Regions from separate parts of the Bombyx mori genome. Here region 2 is linked to region 1. A link is a contact called in public Hi-C data. All regions are on one chromosome and are shown on one strand. The core of a region is the stretch at or near the end of the contact, and the rest is flanking DNA. Distances in the headings are between cores, read along the strand shown. Region 1 overlaps LOC101738615. Region 2 overlaps LOC101738615.

Evidence for each region. A called contact is a pair of places that touch in the nucleus more often than the background predicts.
Region 2: a Hi-C map of whole pupa shows a contact between it and region 1, with 1.9 times the contacts expected there. The contact joins two enhancer-like sites. A contact is called at or near these places in 4 of 7 Hi-C or Micro-C datasets (middle silk gland, midgut, posterior silk gland and 1 more).

What each region holds. Positions count from the first base shown.
Region 1 is chr15:8,190,883-8,194,817 of ASM3026992v2, forward strand. LOC101738615 reads right to left here. Exons shown (of 13, transcript XM_062672540.1): 4 at 1,474-1,591; 5 at 526-617. It overlaps LOC119629597 (a long non-coding RNA gene), which reads left to right. Exons shown (of 3, transcript XR_005245559.2): 3 at 135-942. Among protein-coding and RNA genes, the nearest start is that of LOC119629597, 5.0 kb to the left of the region's middle. Within about 2 kb of position 1,544, at least 3 of the 8 cell types and tissues checked have open chromatin away from gene starts, as enhancers often do.
Region 2 is chr15:8,230,090-8,233,825 of ASM3026992v2, forward strand. The region is part of intron 2 of LOC101738615; the gene reads right to left. Among protein-coding and RNA genes, the nearest start is that of LOC101738615, 8.0 kb to the right of the region's middle. Within about 2 kb of position 1,517, at least 8 of the 8 cell types and tissues checked have open chromatin away from gene starts, as enhancers often do.

The DNA of each region.
Region 1 (3,935 bases), core at 294-2,793:
TGTCAGCTGGTCAAATAAGGAAAACTAAGACTTTTTCACTATCTGACCACTACAATCGTGCGTGGGATGATAGAATTAATCGAGGCCCCTAATTAATGAAACATGACGTAATAAATAACTTATTTCGGTTGCAGAGCTATAAAGATCAAAATTGAACAATCATCGTGTTTACTATAAGAACGAAACAGTGATTCGTTGGATACGGGCGGAAGTTTAAGAGTCAGGAAACTCATAAAGAATTAATACTGAAACACGTCCACAGTTTGACAGACACTGGGACTACAGAGTATTTCTGGATTAGTACCGTGCGGAACGTTTAGTCACCATTTGTTTCATCCCGACTCGAATCGACCTTCCACAATATAAAGTTGACGAATAAAGCTATAAGCACGATCAATTAGCTGCCGCAAATCTATGAATTTAATAGCTATATATTACAGATTTAGGTGGGCCATGACAACACTGACTGTTGGCAATACGCAAAGAAAAGTCGACATCGCAAGCATGGAATGAAACATCTCTTACCGTTCACGTGTTTACATATCGCATCTTTATCCCTCAGCTCGACGAGTTCCTTTTCAATGTTCCATTGAGGTGATTCCGGCTTGCTGGACACCCTGCCAACGAAACGTTTGGACACATCAATAATTATTTCAAGCTCTATTGTTACAAAACAACCACGTACAGTTATTCAGTGCATGACAAAATGTCTCTTATTGTCTGACGTTCAAAGGTCAATGATCGCCTCACCACTCGAAGCTCACAACAGTCTTAGGTTCAAGACCGAGTAAACGACAATTGATCATATTTAACGTCACCGGTAAAAAAAAACATGATTCATATTTAATTTGAACGGAAGGTACATAATGAAATTTACTAACTACACATGAAGTACAATAATGACTAATTCACGTTTTATATGTATATAAGCACTGACCTAAATCGTTGTTTGATATTTTTGAATTTTGCTTACTGTCCATGTACCCATGTTAGCTGTTGTAACTATATTTGAGACGGCAGAACTTATATCTCAAGGTGGGTGACGCATTTACGTTGTACTGGTGGTAGGACCTCTTGTGAGTCCGCGCGGGTAGGTACCACCACCCTGCCTATTTCAGCCGTGAAGCAGTAATGCGTTTCGGTTTGAAAGATGGGGCAGCCGTTGTAACTATACTGAGACCTTAGAACTTATCTCAAGGTGGGTGGCGCATTTACGTTGTAGATGTCTATGGGCTCTAGTAACCACTTAACACCAGGTGGGCTGTGAGCTCGTCCACCCATCTAAGCAATAAATAAATAAAAAGATGTCTATGGGTTCCAGTAACCACTTAACACCAGGTGGGCTGGAGCTCGTCCATCCATCTAAGCAATAAAAATAAAAAAGTACTATTGAACAAAATGATGCTGCTAGAGAATAGAACAGTAGAAGTGAGGTGGAAATGGAAATGGAAATGTTTTTGTGTTGATACTCACTGCCTCGCTTGCCTTGAGCACCGGCGTAGCTCAGCTGCAAACACGCAGAATTCTCCGAATGTGAGAGTGAGCGATTTGCGACGCGCACACTGTCGTGCGCATACCAGCATCTCGAATACTACAACAACAACGTAACGTAAGTAATGTCGTTAATAAAGACAACCGCATTCCCGGCAAGGCAACTTGTACGGTCAACGTTTCTATTAAATAATAATTGTCGTACATAAACTATATAACATTCTTAAAATATTCAGAACAGTATTTGCCTTGTCATTATTATTATAATGCAGTGGCACGGAAATCTAACTGAAATCAATAGTCTCCTCTAGAAAAACTATACAGTGAACAACCAGTATAGTGCATGAAAAGAAAAATAAACCTTCGAAACCGCGTTAAAACTGTTAAAGTATGCGTGAAAGTTGTAATAACGATAATAATGATTTTTATTACCAGATTACGGGAAATATGTAAAGTTTATTTATTTATTTATTAAAAATGGTTCAGGATATGTTGCGCAAAATCGTATTAAGTTGTAATTAAGTGTCGATCCGGAAGTCCGCGTATGGATTTATAAGTTGCGAACAGTGGGGCAATAAACAAGAGTCATGAACTCATTGGGAGGTAATTGGTCATCAGTGAGCAATAGCGGTGAGATCACACGTTCGGCCTCATACAACCAACCTAAAAGCTTTGTATACATGTAATTGAACACGTTTATTTAATGTGAGAAATAAAAATCATAACTATTGATATCGTGATCATGCCATAAAGATAATAAAGAACTAAATACACGACAAGTAATATTTTTACTATTAAATATTTTTAGACATGCATCACTCTTGTATGAAACTATTGTACCTAAGTACAATAACTAGCGGGTTTTTTGTTCATGGATATGTTGAAACATGACAACAAGCCTTAGGAAAATAAAATTATTGATTCATTTATACGATGAAGTAGATTTCAGCATTTACAAATTTTACAGCTTACAGTTTTTTACATAGATAATAATAATTGTAAATACTAATGTTATAAATGCGAAAGTAACTCTGTCTCTCTGTCTCGCTTTCACGCCAAAACTACTGAATCGATTTAAATAAAATTTGGTATCGGGATATTCTAGAGCCTGAGAAAGGACATAGGCTACTTTTTAATACCAAAAAAGGGTTGTAAAAGGTTAAAAGGGGACGATGAAAAGTTGTATATTGTCATTTTTAGAGCTAAAAGCTTGAAACTTATTTTTAGACTGGGATTCGATATTAATAAATATGACAAGAAGCTTACACGTCAGGATAACACATAAGACTATAATATATAAAAATATAGTGTGAATTACCCAAAATATAACGATAAGTGTTAAGTAAATTTGAAGCAGTCGTGTCCTAAGAGATAAGACGTCCGGTGCATTCGTGTTGAGCGATGCACCTGTGTTCGAATCCCAGGCGGGTACTAATTTTTCTTATGAATTACGTACTCAACAAATGTTCACGATTGACTTCCATGGTGCAGGAATAACATCGCGTAATAATAATCAAACCCGCAAAATTATAATTTGCGTAATTACGGGTGGTAGGACCTCTTGTGAGTCCGCGCGAGTAGGTACCACCGCCCTGCCTATTTCTGCCGTGAAGCAGTAATGCGTTTCAGCTTGAAGGGTGGGGCAGCCGTTGTAACTATACTGAGATCCTAGAACTTATATCTCAAGGTGGGTGGCGCATTTACGTTGTAGATGTTTATGTGCTCCAGTAACCACTTAACACCAGGTGGGCTGTGGGCTCGTCCATCCATCTAAACAATGAAAAGAATATAAAAAAAGAAGTTCAAAATGAATAATTCACCATTTAAAATACTAAAAGTTATTTAGGTTATGTCCTTTTTTTGTATAAAAACTAACACTAAAAACAGCCAATCCACGATAGCAAAATTACAAATCTGTTCATAAATAACAAAAGTTTTGGTTGTTTAAAATTTAATCTAGACAAAGGGCGCATTATTTTTGTACAATGACATCAACGATTAATATAGCGAAACAAAGGAACAGAACGTCCCGGTCTTCTTCTTATCTTAGAATCTTAGAATTTTCCTAGCGGATTCAAATTATTTATTATTTGCATATAATTAGAATTCATTATCACATATGCCCTACTTGGGCTTTTTATAAGCCCGACATCAATTAACTATCAAATTCAATCCACGCGGGAATTTCCTGCCATTTATTCTTGTGCCTGGAAATAAAATCGCACAAAACCGTTTGAAAAAGGGTAGGATTTATTGAAAAAGAGAGAGAGAGGGGTATGATTTTCTTCTTCATTCAAAAAATTATAGTCATGCCATTGTTTCTTGGTGACGTGGTCAAAGTGGCTTTAAATTTGGACATTTCTAAAAAACTAATCCAAAATAATTTGAATTTAGTTCATAGTATTAAATTCATAGTCAAATTTAATTTCGGTTGTTATTTATAA
Region 2 (3,736 bases), core at 267-2,766, 39 kb after region 1:
ACAAAAATACGATATTTACAATGCCTTGAGGTCGTCTCAATTTTTTTAACATTCTTCATCTGACTGAGATCGGTTTTCGATGAAGTCTGTTCTATTCTGAGTCAAATCCTATAAGTATTATAATCTTTCGACATTAATATCTGACGCCATTTTCAGAGATTGATTAATTTGAACGAACAACTATGTCTGTATTGTACCGTAGGAATGTACAGGTGCACTTCGGATATGAGGAAATAAATAATGAAACGGGTGCTTTTCAATGACAAAACAATGGTTTCACGAACAAAGGCGTTTACGCAAAAAATAAATTTTAATTTTTGCGTTGATATGAAAGAAAACAAAACAATATTAAAGACGGATTTATACGATTTATACTTTATATTATGTAACTGAAAGGATTTTAACAATAATTACTGAACAAGTATTAAATTTATGAACATCGTATTTTTGTATATATTTTAAGACCATCAAACTCGCTGATTTAGTTATTAAAATCAAAATTTCACAAGCGAAAATGTCAAAACACAAACAAATAAACGAAGACTGTAATCAGTAATTGTGTAAATACTACTAAAAATACTAATAAAATTTAGCGTAAAATGTAGTAGTAACAGGTAAATATTTTCTAAAACCTACATAGCATGGCAGCGATAGACATGGATCGTACGCTTTAACACATTTTTCTAGTGTCATTATCCAGACAAGAAAAGGGCGAATACCTTTGTATGACGTATGTATAGCTCGCATTTCCTCTTAAATATACTGAGGCAATTAGTAAACAACGTGGAGGTACTTCCGCCTTTATTTAGAAATAGCGCTGAATTTTACCTTATTTAAAAAACAGGTTTTAAACTCAGACCATATATATATTTCTAAGTTTCTGTACGTACAGAACAAACTATAAAGTCTGAGTCCCGAAAGCTCCCATTCGTCAAGACCTTTTTCTTCGCCTTTTCGTCGCTTTGATTTATTGTTCCCCGCATTTTTCTTTATAGGTTACTTTACGTTGTAAATAGATTATAGGAGACCAGTTTAATGGTACGAGTATAACGACATACAACAAAAAATAGACTTAGTACCAATAAATCAAGCATGAGTTCATACGATATGAATCTAAAATCTTAGTCTATATAGCCTCACTCAGGAACTTGTCACTATAAAGTAAACAATGAAGCGCAAAATGATTTTGGCTTTGCTCCAATTCAAAGAAATCATTGCCAAATTCATCTAAAACTGAATTTACGATTACCTACTTATTAAAATTTATGTGTGGGTACAATACATGCATCTACAAGTCGTTGTATGCACTAGATACGAAAGAAAGTTAGTTTACATTTTATTTATTTAGATTGCAGACCCACGTGATATTTCAGAAATATAGAGTTCGAAATTTATTTGATCGTAGCCAGTATGTGTGAGGAACGTGCATCGATATTTTGGCAAGTCCACGGGTGTGTGTCGCGGACGACCGATGCGATGGCATCATCGCCGTAGAGAATCGTGACGTCACCGCGCCTTTTCCAAACGTGGCCGCCAGACGAAAATAGTCCCCGCCTCGCCTCGCCGCCGTCCGCGGCCTCTTGCACCGTCAGTACCGTCACCGACAGAATTAGCGGCAAAGCAGCTGACAGCGACACCTAGCAGCCAACTTCAACCACTCTAACCAGATGGTCAACTGCAAACTAGTTATTTATGTTCGTGCAAAAATTTTGTCAGGGTCGAATGATTTTAAACATAGTACAACCAACAGAGAAAAATGATAATTTTGTTACTGTTTGCAGGTAGGCTAGAATCCAACTAGAACTTACGTTACCTAAATTTAATTTCGATACAATTTTAATGCTATTGCTTTTCCGTTATTGGTTTTATTTTTTATAGATCGTCAAGTGAGCTCACGATTTAAATAAAATTATTATAGGAAATGGTTACTAGAGATTTTGCAAGTAAATGCCAATTCGAGAAATGAAGTTGATGTCTCAATTGTATTTTAACACTGGCTGTCCTACACTTCAAACTGGAATGCAAAATTCTTTTACGATACAAAAATCTGGCTATAAGTACCTATTCGAACTCGCACTAGGCCTAACAGAAAATATAAATTAATATTGATTTTTCATTGAAAATGCATTTTGATATATTGAGAAGCTAAATTTGAAAACCATATTAATTTTGGTAGTTGCTTATTTTCATAGCAGCGTGATTTTAAATTTTTTTTAAATACAAACCGTTTTATTAAAATATTGTTTAATTCATTAGCTACGGTTACTTTACTATTATAAATGCTATTATATGATTAAGTTTGTATATCGGAAAACGAATATTATCTCTGGAATCACTGAACTAATTTTAAATCCATTTTCCTGGGCTATAAAGACTATTTTTATATTTTATGAATATGAGCTGCCTATTTATGTAAAACATCAGCTGGAGCTGATTCGTAATACGTTTATTTTGAAGGTCTTTTGGAAGGTACTTACTTTAAAGGAACGTCCAATGTAAATTAAAATTAACGATCCATAAGCGATTATAACATTAAAAAACACCGACACACAAAAACATTTTTACTGGTGGTAGGACCTCTTGTGAGTCGGCGCGGGTAGGTAACACCACCCCGCCTATTTCTGCCGTAAAGCAGTAATGCGTTTCGGTTTGAAGGGTGTGGCAGCCGTTGTAACTATACTTGAGACCTTAGAACTTATATCTCAAAGTGGGTGGCGCAATTACGTCGTAGATGTCTATGGGCTCCAGTAACCACTTAACACCAGGTAGGCTGTGAGCTCGTCCACCCATTTAAGCAATAAAAAAAATAAAAATAAGATATAATTTTCATCGATACACGATTCGTAATTTTTGATGTCGTCGGAAAAAATCGATTATGTCATCTCCATAATTTTGTTACATAATAATTTTATGCTTAGTCTTAATTTAAACATGGTCCAGGTTCAAGTTTACTAGTATTTCGTTTAATTAATGGAAACTACTATTACCGATTGGACGAGCCCACCCATATAAGCAATAAAAAAAAATTATATCTGAGCCGACTTAACCTAATAGGTGTGTATGGCTCTAATACAGAATTTAAAAAAAAAAAAAACATCTGCAGGTCAAATGCGGTCGAAAGGAAAAATTCAGAGGTATTTCTATCTAAGACGCACGCTAAATACTATATGCATTTTAAGTGGAAAGTTTTTCTCTATATAGTTGTAGCTTTCTCAGACATTTCCGTTTCAACAAGTTTCAAATCACATCCGTCGTATTCAAGTTTTCCCATGGGGCCCAAGCTAGGATTTTCTTCTGTGTTACGGACACCGAAAACACATACGAGACAAAAACAAAACAAATAGACCCTGTGCAATAAATATCTGACAAAGTAACGCATTTCGACCGAGAACCGTACCCGAGACACAGCAATTAGGGTCACCAACAACTTGACGAATGAGGTTTGGTTAAATTACTAAACGAATAATAATAGAAGATATTTTTAAACTAATTAATATTTCTCGAATAACTGAATTTGTGGACGAGCTCACAGCCCACCCGGTGTTAAGTGGTTACTGGAGCCCATAGACATCTACCACGTAAATGCGCCACCCACCTTGAGATATAAGTTCTAAGATCTCAGTATAGTTACAACAGCTGTCCCACCCTTCAGACCGAAACGCATTACTGCTTCACGGCAGAAATAGGCAGGGCGGTGGTACCTATCCGCGCGGACTCACAAGAGGTCCTACCACCA